Regions from separate parts of the Macaca mulatta genome. Here region 1 is linked to region 2. The links are chromatin contacts, called in public Hi-C maps. All regions are on one chromosome and are shown on one strand. The core of a region is the stretch at or near the end of the contact, and the rest is flanking DNA. Distances in the headings are between cores, read along the strand shown. Region 1 holds the start of CREBRF (CREB3 regulatory factor). Region 2 holds the start of ATP6V0E1 (ATPase H+ transporting V0 subunit e1).

Region 1 (6,719 bases), core at 3,194-5,693, 70 kb after region 2:
GATGAGCTCTGTGTTGGATTTTGGGGTCAGTCTCCTCCACCAGGTTCTGAGCTCCTCCAGGGCAAGGATTGTATCTTCAGTGCACACATGAGGCACTCCACAGATGTCAGTTTATTTCTCTCCCGTTCCTATTCCTAACCCCCGCCCATCACTAAACACAGGCTGGAAGATGGTTATCTAATGAAGTGCTTTGCATTCTTTCTTCATAACTCGAGGATTTGTGTTTATGCCCACTTGATTTTATTGAAGAAATAGTATCAACACACATGATATGAATAATACAAAGCAGTAAGTACATTAAGTGCTTAGTTCGGCGGTAGAGGAAAGGAGATTAATGAGGGCAGAAATAGACCTGGTAGAAACAGATTCCATGAAAGAGGTGAGATCTTGAGCCATGGAGGTTGAGCAGAATTTAGATATTAATCTGTCCATTCAGACCACAAGCAGGCTCCTATTCTGTAGTAGGACTGGTGCTAGGTAAGCGAAATGGGATGGGGTGAGGAATCAGGGTAAATAAATGGGAGACTAGAGAAGGATATTTGGGACCAATGGTAGTGCTTTCTGTGGAAGTAAGAAACCGAGGCTCAGAGCTGTCACATGAAGAACACTGTGTCCTCTTGAGAGATCAGGCAGTGGGAAGAACTGACCTTTCTTCTTCCCCCAAATAATTATTTTCTTTTATTTCATTTTTTAAAGATTAGTCAAGTGCAGTAGTCAGGGAAAAGAGCAGAACAAGGAGTTCCATCTGTAACTAACTGTGAACAATAGAGATAATTCACTACCTTTGGACCAGCCCAAATAATTTTTTTTTTTTTTTGAGACGGAGTTTTGCTCTTGTTGCCCAGGCTGGAGTACAATGGCATGTTCTCAGCTCACTGCAACCTCTGACTCCCAGGTTCAAGCGATTCTCCTGCCTCAGCCTCCCGAGTAGCTGGAATTACAGACACCTGCCATCACGCCAGGCTAATTTTTGTATTTTTATTTATTTTATTTATTTATTTTTTTGAGACAGAGTCTCGTTCTGTCGCCCAGGCTGGAGTGCAATGGTGCGATCTCACCTCACTGCAAGCTCTGCCTCCTGGGTTCATGCCATTCTCCTGCCTCAGCCTCCCTAGTAGCTGGGACTACACATGCCCACCACCACGCCCGGCTATTTTTTTTTGCATTTTTAGTAGAGACGGGGTTTCACTATGTTGGTCAGGCTGGTCTTGAACTCTTGACTTCAAGTGAGCCATCCGCCTCGGTCTCCCAAAGTGCTGGAATTACAGGCATGAGCCACCATGCCCAGCCCCAGATAATATTTTTGGTAAGATGAACGAAGGATGGAGGCCAACTGCCAACCATCAATCAGTATCTCTTTTCAATTCACTCCAGTCTTCTCAGAAAGAAAATCAGTTTTTAGTGTCAGAAGGACACAGCTTTTCCTGGAGATCTTCCAGCTTTGAGTTAATTAATCTCACTTCTAAAGCTGTGAAGTCTTATTTAACAAATCACACAGGTCTAGAGGGGTCGGGAAAGAAAACATTTAGACTTGAAATAACACTCTCTTAAAAGATGTCTATGTGAGCAGCAGGCAGAGCTCAATCTACTGTAATGAAGATTTACACACAGTGCAAATTTATGACCTACAGGTCATATGGAAAATTAGGACCCGTGCCAACCATTTTAATTCTTTCAGGATGTGGGCTCAGTGTTGAAGTTAAAAAGATCATAGAGAATACCCAGTTTTAGTCCTGATCCCTTGTGGTGAAGAAATCGGAACTCAGAGAGGTCACCTTGGATCTTATAGTTAGTGGTACAGCTCAAATTGGAGTCTTGGCTCCAAGAACAGTGTTCCAAACACATGAAGGTTTAAACCAGGTAAAATGCCTGCACATACAAAGGATACCTCTGGAAGAAGACACAGCATGTGGGTAACTGTGGTTCCCTCTGAGAAGGGAAAATGAGTAGCCAAGAAACAGGAACAGGACAGAGACTTAATATTCACTGAATACTTTTTTGTGCCTTTTGAATTTTGTACCGTGTATATATGTTAGCTAATCGAAAATAAAAAAATTACTTTAAGAATGAAAAGGAGTTAAGTATCTATTGCTTTGTTTCCCCCCATTGTATCATATTTGTGTAAAGCGTGTTTTTTCTGACTCATGCTATTCCGGAATGTAAATTATTCCGCAGGAGCCAGGTTAAACACTTTGAAAGTGGTGATGCCAGTTGGTTACTACTTTGTGGCTAGAACAAGAAGCCAATGATATTAGAGAGTTCCAACTTCCTGCCAACTTTGACTGTGACAGAATCTGGCAGGATAAAACCCAGAGAAACACAAATCAATTCAGAGCCAGTGATTTCATTCATTTCGGAGCAGGATATAGTAATTAACAAACCTTGATGGAAAGGTCTCCTTTAGCCAAAACCTCATCCTTTCCAAGACAACGGAAGAGGGAAAGGTGGGAATCCAATGTGATTCACTAGTAAACACCTTCAGTGGGCCGAGTCTCACACTAGGAGATAAACCTGGCTACCCACTGACCCCAAGGAACTGCCCGGTAGAGGAGATGAGCATGCCTGTGTCCAGAGGGCAGTGTATCAATGGAAGGTCTAATCATCTCCTGGAGCCTTTTCAAATATAGTATTACAAAAGAGGATGGTCTGTGATGTACGCCGGGGAGATTTAATGCATGAATCTCACGTGAATGAGTCAAGGGAACTTGGCTCAAACGTCCCAAGCTAGTTTTTCTCTTTTTCAATTTTAAATTCCAGTTGATGTGGAAAATTAGAATGTGGTGTGTGTTAGACTTAAAAAAATTATAATCCAGGTACTCACTGTGCAGTAGGGGAAATCCTCATTCCTTCATTGGGCATGGAGGCCCTACTATGTGGTTGGTATTGTGGGGGCTACAGAGATTTATGCTTTTACTTTCCTGTTAGGTATCTACATATAGCTATCTATTAATTTTGTGTACAGAAGTATTATTTTAGTGGCTGTTAACCTGCTAAAGTCTAAAGTTATCTGTACTTGCTATTTAGTCTACAGTACATCTTCCAAATGATGCCCTTAAACAATTTAATAATTCAACTATTCATTAAGTGCTTACTATATGCCAGGCACTCTGATAAGTGCTTTATATGAATTATTTCACTTAGTTCTCATATCAACCCCAGAAAGTACTAACGGAGGAGGAAATTGAGCTTCACAGAGGTTAATTTGTGTTGCTTTACACGTGGTGAAACAAGCATTCAAATCCAGACTATTCATTCAACCAGTGTGCAATGACTGGCTATGTGCCAGGCATGGAAGGTACAGGATAAACACTGCCCAGTCCCTGCTCTCCTGATGATTATGATCTGTGCGTCTTTTTCATTCCAAAGTCCATGGTTTTGACAACAACACTATACTACTTCTCAAAATCTGTGCAAAAGGGAGTCACATTTTCAAAGGCGATTCCTCCCGACAGAAACCTGGGCAGGCGTCTTTATTCCCCAATCCTCCTTTCCCTATGCTTACTAAAATCAAATTTCTGTTGTGTGTTCGTATCAATTCCGTGCCTTTAAGATGTATAAAAAGCATCTGGAAGAATAGGCTGTGATAAAAGACAAGGGCTCCAGCCCTAGCTAGTTCACTTACTAGCCGCCTGACCTCCCGCAAGCGACTTAACTCCTCTCAGCCTTAATTTTCCTGTCTGAAAAATGGATATATTACTACTGCATGTGCTTGCAGGGAAAACTAATTGAGACGATAAGCCCACCATATAGTACTCGTTCAATAAAGGGACGCTGTTGTTATTAAGAGGATCAGGAAGTGCAAGAAAACCTCAGGACCATGTGTCACGGAGGCTTGTCTAGGCGCTTCTGTAATAGTGGCATTCTGTTCGTGCAGTCGTATACCGGTCTCTCTCTTCAAAGGTGCACGCAGTCTGATTGATCCCTGTGTCTCGGAATCCGTGCTAAATATTGAGTCGGTGAATGAATGAACGAACGACAAAAGGTAAGGTTTGTCTCTCAATTAAGACGTTCAGATGGGGAGGCGGTCCATCACCCAGGTCATCGATACAATCCCCCTACTAATGAAGTTAGTTACTTCAAGTTTCAGTGAACTTAAACTACAAAATGGGCAAACGGACACCTCAGATCTCACAGCGCAGTACTGAGATCTGATAAAACGCTGGATTTCAAGCCTTTGTAAAAGGAACATCCTCTCCCAACCTGGGCGTGCTGCCGGGTATCGGAGACGTCCCCGCCCACACTGCAGAGGCCGGCGCCGAGCCCCCGCTCCGCCCTCTCTTCCTGGTTTTTCCCGGCAACCCGCCCCTCCGGCGACACGTGACAGGGGTGCCCGGCCGGACCCAGCCCCTGATTGGCCGGGCTGTGGAACGCCTCGCGATTGGCCCGAGGCCGGCGGGCCCCCGCCTCCCTCCTCCTCCTCGCCGCGGCCCACGTGAGGGGGGCGAGTCACGCGATTTCCGGGAACCCGTCAGGAAGGACATAAACAAAACAAACCCGAGGCAGCATGGAGAGGGGCCGTGGCCCCTGCAGCGGAACCGGACCCAGTCCCTGAGCCGCCCCTACACCCACAGGTGAGCGCCGCCACCCGCTGCCCGGAGCCCCCAGGGGCCTGGGCTGGGGGACGAGCGGAGCGGGGGGCAGAGGGCCGCTTGCCTAGGCGGCAGCAGCGCTGGGGCTCTGGGCCGGGCCGGCGCGGGGCGGGGGCCGGGACCACGGCCGAGTGCGAGGGCGCGCGGGCCTTAGGCCACCGCCTGCGGGTCACGGGGGCTCCGCTCCCCTCCCCCACCCCCGGCCCGGGACGGTTACATAAAAGCGCGGGGCGGCGGTAGATGGGACACGCGGGCGGGCAGTAGGTTAGGCCGGGGGTGGGCAGCGCCGGGCGTCTGTCCTGCCGGGCCGCCCGGCCCTTCCCCGCTGCCTCCGAGCCCGGGGCCGCTGCTGCCGGCAGTCGGCCTGTCAGAGAAGAGAGCGGGTGGGAGGGGCCCGAGAGGGGAGGGGAGGCTAGACTGGCGGGGGAGGAGGGGAGAGAGGGGCGTGTGAGGAAGGGCCGGGGCCGCGGAGGTTGGATCCAGGCTGGCAGGAGATGAAGAGGCGCGGGCTGGGGGTAGGGGGGGTCCAAGCAGGGCGTCTCGGGGGTAGCCGCTCCCCCTTCTGTCCCCGCCTCGGAGGCGACGGGCGAGAGGGGCCTCCCTCCCGGGATTTGTTTATATGTCTTCTCAAAGCAGCTTGAAGCGGCTCAGGGGCGGAGCCCTCGGAGCTGAGTGGCAGGCTCTGGTGTCCAATGGACCGGGCCGATGGAGACTTCTGCACCAATGGGCGTGGGGGAGGCGGTGCCGCGGGGGCCACCAACTGGTTAGGCTGTGCCGGAGGTGGGCCGGGCGGGGCGGCCATGTTAGATGGGAGGGGACCAGTGGTGGTGGGTCACTGAGAGGGGAGGAGACAGGGCAAAGGGCGAGGGAGCCGGGCCGGGGTGTTTCGGGTGTCCGAAGGCGAGTCCGATCGGACCAGGAAGTAGCTCAGGGGAGCCTGACCCCGACCCGCCTTTCTCCTCACACGAGCTGAGGAGGCAGGGAAGTACCGAGGGCAGTCAAGCCTCCCCTGGGGGTGGTTCCTGGGACTAGATGGAGCTCAGTCTCTGGATTCTCCCTCTTTCTTGGCCCTATGCTTCCTGACAGACCTGGCCGCCAAACCCTGTAATCGCCCTCCTGTTAACCCAAGAAAGCAAATCTTTCTGCCGTTTCTGAGCTGGCTTGAGCCTTAAGACTACCTTAAGGAGGTACTTGGATAAATAGCGGTCTGAATTTCTGTACCAGGCCTCAGATAAGAGACAGGGAGTGAGGGGGAAGTTTTGCTTTTCTCAATTTTATAAAAGAAAACGGGACTAGAAAAGCTGAGAAAGTTGAGGGCTGGGCGGGGTTTCTCTTCCCGCCCCCCCCATCAGGATGCCTTTTAAAGATTAGGCCCCGTGCTTGTCCTAGTCTTAGTAGTAATTTGCCCCTCTTGCTAACATAAGTTGGTAGCCCACATTAATCAGCTTCTTGAGAAAACTGAGCCCAGAGAAAGTTATTTAGTTTCGAAGGTTCTTTAGGACTTTCTCTTGCGAATAGCCTGCAGGTGAAAAATAGGATCAAGGCCTGGAATTTCTTTTCTTTCTTTCTTTTTTTTTTTTAAAAAAAGCAGAAAACAAGACTTCTGTGTAAATCTTGTGATCTGTCGTAAACTAGTTGTCACTTGATTGTACTTTTAAATATCTTTAATCTTTTAATCCAAAATAGCTAGGATATACACCAGAGGCAGGGGAAAATGGTATGAATAATTTGAAAATAACTTATTTTAATGTATTATGATTATTTTGGCATCCTTTTGGCCTTGTTAAATGCTTAATTTAGGCTTGTGTTTACATCGGATTACAACCTGTGGCTACATTGGTATTGTCAATGGTACCAAACTATTGATGCATCTTTGGTTAAGTACTTAGGCGTAGGAACATGCCTTGGATAGATCGTGCAGGGGCTAATCAAGAGTTAGCTGTATTAAGAATTTGCTTTATCTTCTATTTTATTAGCTGGAGAAAAAGAATAATTGGTAAATGATTCATCAATTTTTTTTTTTTTTTTTTTTTTTTTTTTTGAGACGGAGTCTCGCTCTCGCCCAGGCTGGAGTGCAGTGGCGCCATCTTGGCTCACTGCAAGCTCGGCCTCCCGGGTTCACACCATTCT
Region 2 (7,262 bases), core at 4,125-6,624:
CAAAAATTAGCTGGGCGCAGTGGCAGGCACCTGTAATCCCAGCTACGCGGGAGGCTGAGGCAGGAGAATTGCTTGAGCCTGGGAGATAGAGGTTGCAGTGAGCCGAGATCATGCCACTGCACTCTAGCCTGGGCGACAGAGTAAGATTCCATCTCAAAAGAAGAAAGAAAGAAAAGAAAGGAAAGAACCTGCTGGGGGAGTCTCAGGGACTCCCCAGGGTCCTTGGACCACACCGCCCAGAGTTCGATTTGTTTCCTGAAGACTTTAGCACCTTGAAGGCAGAGAATATTTCTTCATTTGGTGGGTCACTGAATGGGGACAGTTTTCATTCAATGTGTGATAAAATGCTTTTGACAGATTGACTGATAGAGGGAGCTATAGGCCAATACTAGCCCAAATATATTAAACTGAGATACTAACTTTTCTCATTTCACAGATGAAACCAACAGATGTAGACAGAATTGGTGTCTAAAGAGTTACCTCCCTGGCCGGGTGCAGTGGCTCACACCTGTAATCCCAGCACTTTGGGAGGCCGAGACAGGTGGATCACCTGAAGTCAGGAGTTCGAGACCATCCTGGCCAACATGGCAAAACCCCATCTCTACCAAAAATACAAAAAAAAAAAAAAAAATTAGCTGGGCATGTGGCACGTGCCTGTAATCCCAGTTACTCAGAAGCCTGAGGCAGAAGAATCACTTGAACTCAGGAGGTGGAGGTTGCAGTGAGCCGAGATTGCGCCATGGCACTCCAGCCTAGGCAACAAGAGCGAAACTCCGTCTCAAAAAAAAAAAAAAGAGTTACATCCTTGCACTTCCAGACATTGCTTCTCAAAGAGGCTGCCTAGAAGATAAAGCAAAGGTTAGACATAAAAATGGATCAATTTAAGACAAAAATGTGCATTTGTTTAAGAAATGGGAAAGAATTCACAATAACCAAAAAGTGCAAGCAACCCCAATGTCCATCGATGGATGAATGGATAAACAAAATGTGTTATATACACACATGGAATGTTATTCAGCCTTAAAAAGGAAGGGGACAGGCCGGGCGCGGTGGCTCATGCCTATAATCCCTGCACTCTGGGAGGCCGAGACGGACGGATCACGAGGTCAGGAGATTGAGACCATCCTGGCTAACACAGTGAAACCCCATCTCTACTAAAAAATACAAAAAATTAGCCAGGAGTGGTGGCGGATGCCTGTAGTCCCAGCTACTCGGGAGGCTGAGGCGGGAGAATGGGGTGAACTCGGGAGGCGGAGCTTGAAGTGAGCCAAGATCCTGCCACTGCATTCCAGCCTGGGCACACGCCACTGCACTCCAGCCTGGGCAACAGAGCGAGACTCTGTCTCAAAAAAAAAAAAAAAAAAAAAGACATTCTGATACTTGCACAACATGGATGAGTCTTAAGGATATTATGTTAAGTGAATAAGCCAGCCACAAAAGGACAAATGCTATATAATTCCTCTTGAAGGAACCTAGAGTAGTCAAACTCATAGAGACAGAAAGTAGAATGGTGTTTGCCATGGGCTAGGGGAGGGAATATGGGAGGTGGTTGTTTTGTTTGTTTGTTTTTTGAGACAGAGTCTTGCTTTGTCACCAGGCTGGAGTGCAGTGGTGTGATCACAGCTCACTGCAGCCTTTACCTCCTGGGCTCAAGCAATCCTCCCACCTCAGCCTCCGCAGTAGCTGGGACTACAGGCATGCACCATCATGCCCAGCTAGTTTTTGGTTTAAATTTTTTGTAGAGATGGGGGTCTCACCACTGTACCTGGCCAGAGGTGGTGGTTTAAGGGATATGAAGAAGTTCTGGGCTGGGCACAGTGGCTCACGCCTGTAATCTCAGCACTTTGGAAGGCCTAGGTGGGCAGATGACTTGAGCTGAAGAGATTGAGACCATCTGGGGCAACATGGCTAAACCCCATCTCTACAAAAAAATACAAAAAATTAGCAGGGCGTGGTGGTGCATGTCTATAGTCCCAGCTACTGGGAGGCTGAAGTGGGAGGATCACCTGAGCCTAGAAGGTTAAGGACTGGGTATGGTGGCTCACACCCCGTCTCCACTAAAAATACAAAACTTAGCTGGGTGTGGTGGCACACGCCTGTAGTCCCAGCTACTTGGGAGGCTGAGGCAGGAGAATCATTTGAACCCAGAAGGTGGAGGTTGCAGTGAGCCGAGACCACACCACTGCACTGCAACCTGGATGACAGCGAGACTCTATTTCTAAATAAATAAATAAAATAAAATAAAATAAAATAAAATAAAAAAGTTAAGATAGTAACTTTTATGTTACCCGTATTTTCCATTATTAAAAGGAAAGGGCCTGAATGCGGCAGCTCATACCTGTAATCCTAGCACTTTGGGAGGTCAAGGTAGGAGGGTCCCTTGAGGCAGGAGTTTGAGAACAGCCTGGGCAACATTGTGAAAACCCATCTCTACACACACACACACACACACAAGCACACACACACACAATTAGGCCGGCATAGTGGCATGCACCTGTAGTCCTAGCTACTCTGGAGGCTGAGGTGGGAAGATTCCTTGAGCCCGGGAGTTCAAGGCTGTAGTAAGCTATGATTGTACCACTACACTCCAGCCTGGGTGACAGAGCACGACTGTCTCAAAAAAAAGAAAGAAACGGGCCATGCGTGGTGGCTCACTCCTATTATCCCAGCACTTTGGGAGGCCGAGGCAAGCGGATCACTTGAGGTCAGGACTTTGAGACCAGACTGGCCAACATGGTGAAACCCCGTCTCTACTAAAAATACAAAAACAAAACAAACAAACAAACAAAAAAACCAGCCGGGTGTGGTGGAGGGCGCCGGTAATCCCAGCTACTCAGGAGGCTGACGCAGTAGAATCGCTTGAACCTGGGAGGTGGGGGTCGCAGTGAGCCAACGTTGTGCTACTGCACTCCAGCCGGGGCAACACAGCGAGATTCCACCCAAAAAAAAAAGAGAGAGAGAGAGAGGAAGGGAGGGAGGGAGGGAGGGAGGGAGAAATGAGCTGAAGTTCAAGTTAAAGTTCAAGTGGAAAGTAGAAATGAACTTCTTTCTCTAATTTTGTTCTGACTGACCTCACCCTTCTTAGCTACTCAATTCAATTGCACAATTATTTACTGAGCACATTCTATGTATAAAGTCCTCCCAGAAACAAAGATCAGTGAAACAGTGCCTATTCTCAAGGAGTTGGCCCTCTAGTAGAGCGTTGGTCAAGATACATATACAACAAGGCCAAAGAGATGCACTAGCAGGATGAAATAGGTCTTGGAGAAGGTGGTGCTTGGACTAGAACTTAAGGACCATAGGATTTCTGCTGGGGCTAAGTTTTGGGGAAGCATTATGAGCACAAAGGAGACAAATTAGTTTCCTACATTGCTGATCAGGTTAGAGGCTTAGAATCATGTCTGAAAAGTTGGTGCAGATGTTGAAGATTATTGGTCCAGTTTCCCATTTAATAACAGGAATCCATTCTACTTGATGAAAGAAATCAGGAGGTAACGCAATATGGCTATTGCAAGGAAACCATGGTCCCTGGTAAAGCACATTGCATTTATAGACCTGCTTTCTATCTTGCTTTCATCTGTAAGCTTTATCATCAAGCTCCTCAACCTCTCTGAGAACTGGCTTCCTTGTCTATTCCAAGCTTGGCGCATACTATAACTAACATGTGAAAATTCTCAGCAAGTGTTATAAGCCCTGTTTATCAGCTCAGCACGGTGGCTTATGCCAGTAATTGCAGCACTTTGGGAGGCTGAGGTGAAGGATCTCTTCAGGCCAGGAGTTTAAGACCTGCCGGGGCAACATAGCGAGGCTCTCTCTCTACAAAAAATTTTTAAAATTAGCCAGGTGTGGTGGTGCACACCTGTAGTCCCAGCTCCTCAGGAGGCTGAGGCAGAAGGATGGCTTGAGCCCAGGAGTTCCAGGCTGCAGTGAGCTATGGAGCACCACTGCACTTCAGCCTGGGTGACAGAGCAGGGCCCTGTCTCAAAAAAAAAAAAAAAAAAACAAAAGCAAACAAAACTGTTTTACTTTTTTGTTTTGTTTTTTTGAGGCAGAGTCTCACTCTGTTGCCCAGGCTGGAGTGCAGTGGTACAATCTCAGCTCACTGTAACCTCTGCCTCCCAGGGGTTCAAGCGATTCTCGTTCCTCAGCCTCCTGAGTGGCTGGGACTGCAGGTGCATACCTGGCCAATTTTTGTATTTTTAGTAGAGATGGGATTTCACCATGTTGCCCAGGCTGGTCTCGAACTACTGACCTCAGGTGATCTGCCCGCCTCATCCTCCTGAAGTGCTGGCATTACAGGTGTGAGCCACCACGAATGACCTGTTTTTCTTCTTACTATTCTGGCTAATTTCTACTTGTCTTTCAAGGCTCAGCGAGGACTAGTTGGGTGGAAAGCCTTGCAGGGTCGTCCACTTACTTTCACACGCATTGAGTGGCCTGTTTGCAAGGCCATCTGCTCCCCAGAATGTGAACTCCCTCAGGGGTGCCTGATTGACTTCTGTAACTCCAGAACCTGGCACAATGCACAAGATAAACAGTGGTGCACTAGTTAAGAGCTCTGGCCTTGAAAATCAGATCATCAGGGGTTGAATCCTGGCCTTGCCACTTACTATGTGACTTTGGGCAAGATCCTTAGTCTCCTCCCTGGGCCTCAGTTTCTTCAACTGCAAAGTGGGAATAATAATTACAATTACCTCATAGGCTGAAGTAAGGAGTTCAACACAGGTTCATGCACTTTCTTTTTTTCTTTTGAGACAGAGTCTTGCTCTGTCACCCAGGCTGGAGTGCAGTGGCAGGATCTCAGCTCTCTGCAACCTCCACTTCCCGAGGGTTCAAGCGATTCTCCTGCCTCAGCCTCCTGAGTACTGGGACCACAGGCGTGCGCCACCACACCCGGCTAATTTTTGTATTTTAGTAGACAGGGTTACACCATGTTGGCCAGGCTGGTCTCGAACTCCTGACCTCAAGTGATCCGCCTGCCTCAACCTCCCAAAGTGCTGGGATTACAGGCGTGAGCCCCCGCCCCCGGCCTTGGGTTCATGAACTTAAAGATCATGACCCAATGCCAGGCACACGGGAATTCAGAATAGTAATACAGAACTATTGTTAAGTTCTCTATGTCTGTTGCATAAGTAGACGAGGCTGTAAATAACTACACTCTTTGTCTAAAAGGGCCAAGTTCGCATCAGAACACTTTCCTGAGCCCGTGGTGACCGAACCCCTGGCTCTGGGGTGAGCGACATGCCTCTAAGGAGCTGCAGCCAGGAGACAGCCAGGCGAAGGCGGGGCTCTGCCTCCGGGCTCCTCGAGGGGCGGAGGCCGGCGCGCAGGTCACGTAGGGGCGCGGGAGGCGGGGCCTGCGCACGCTGGTCACGTGGTCAGCTATTGACACTTCCTGGTGGGATCCGAGTGAGGCGGCGGGGTAGGGGCAGGCGCTCAGGCGGTGACCATGGCGTATCAAGGCCTCACGGTGCCTCTCATTGTGATGAGCGTGTTCTGGGGCTTCGTCGGCTTCTTGGTGCCTTGGTTCATCCCTAAGGGTCCTAACCGGGGGTAAGTGCACGAGGCCCGCCTTGGGAGGAACGCGCGGTGAGGAGCGAGCAGGCCGGGGCGGGGGAAAGCACGATCCCCACACGGGTCAGAGAACGTTGCATGGGCGCCCCCCGCGCTGCAGAGTCAGGCCCTCGCCCCGGCGGAACTCTTTGTGTTCCTTTTCGCAGCAGCTTCAGTGTCCTCCGGCCTGAGCGAGTGGAGGGTGACCTTTGGTGGACCTTCCTTGGAAACGAGTTTCAGGGGAATTTTTTTCTCATCATAGTCCTGTGTGGGGAGGTGCAGTCGGAAATGAGCAGGCCGAATCTGGGAGACACTGGGGCTTGTCCCCAGTCGACTCTTCCCCCTTTAGCCCTGCCTTCCACCCACATGAGGCCTCGTTTGCCTGAACTTAAGGATCAAATAAATAAAACAGAAATTGCCCCCCTGCCTCCCATGCTGTTGCGTACAGAACAAGCTCGTTGGACGACATTGAGCCCAGGCTTGCATCTAGTGGGCTCCAGGAGGCGGTTGGGGCCTGATCTAAAGCGAGATTAATTACCAAAGAGCAGGAGGTATTGTTGAGAAAGCTGCGTCATACCTTTTGGAGGGCGCTCCGGCCCTTGTATGTGAGTGTGAGAAATCCTTAGAATGATTGGCTAGGAAAGATTTTTTTTTTTTTTCAGACTTCTTTGTTGGATAGAGCTTTGTCTATTTTGGAATTAAACTTTTTAACCGTAGTATAAAATGAGCCTTAATCTTCAAAGGAGCCTTGGAACGCCCTCTTTCTGGTTCCTCTTTTGCTTTTTAGTCATTTTTTTCTCAGTTCAAGATGATGAGAGGTGAAACTTCGACTGAAGTCAGTTTGTCAGAAACACCATCTCTTGCTTTATTCCTTCAACTTAATTGGTGGCTTCATAGTGCCTGGTTTTCACAGTACCTTGTATGCACAGGAGGCACCCAGTAAATACCTGTTGAGTGGATAGTTCTACTGTCTTTATTAAAAGAAAAAGATTTGTGGCCGGGCGCGGTGGCTCACGCCTGTAGTCCTAGCACTTTGGGAGGCCGAGGCGGGCGGATCACCAGGTCAGGAGATCGAGACCAGTCTGGCTAAGATGGTGAAACCCCGTCTCTACTAAAAATACAAAAAATTAGCCGGGCGTGGTGGCGGGCGCCTGTAGTCCCAGCTACTTGGGAGGCTGAGGCCAGAGAATGGCGTGAACCCGGGAGGCGGAGCTTGCAGTGAGCAGAGATCACTGCACTGCACTCCAGCCTGGGTGACAGCAAGACTCCGTCTCAAAAAAAGAAAAAGAAAAAGATTTTTATTACTTCCCTAGTATTTTGTGACCTTAACCCCTTTTGCTACCTGGAATACATTTGCTTTATTAGTTTAAAATTATATTTTTTTTAAGAAAAGAAACATGGTAGGTGAATTTTTATCGTTTTTAAGTATCAAGTTCCTCCTCCCTGGTAACACCACCTATATGGGATCATCTCCCCTACCTATAGAGGTTGATGAACAGAGTCAGAATTCTGGCATTATTAAAGCAATTGTATTAACCAAATTTAATTAGACTTGTTTTTGCTACTGGAGTTAGAGAACAACAAAGTGCTGCTTTGATAGCAGTGACAATTCCTTTCTTAAAGAGCACTCTCTCGCCTTCCTTTGGATGTCATTGCCATTATCCAGGGTAATGAAATCCATCCTATTTCCACTCAGTTTCTAGCCCTAG

The links. Hi-C and Micro-C count contacts between places; a contact is called where the count stands out from the background.
Region 1: a contact with region 2 is called in a Hi-C map of CD4 T cells, with 3 times the contacts expected there. The contact joins the promoter of CREBRF here to the promoter of ATP6V0E1 in region 2. A contact is called at or near these places in 6 of 14 Hi-C or Micro-C datasets (CD4 T cells, blood, cortical neurons and 3 more).

Annotation. Positions count from the first base shown.
Region 1 is chr6:181,932,715-181,939,433 of T2T-MMU8v2.0, forward strand. It overlaps CREBRF (CREB3 regulatory factor), which reads left to right and starts at 4,444. Exons shown (of 9, transcript XM_077937450.1): 1 at 4,444-4,571.
Region 2 is chr6:181,861,761-181,869,022 of T2T-MMU8v2.0, forward strand. It overlaps ATP6V0E1 (ATPase H+ transporting V0 subunit e1), which reads left to right and starts at 5,375. Exons shown (of 4, transcript NM_001261126.1): 1 at 5,375-5,553. The coding sequence starts at 5,450.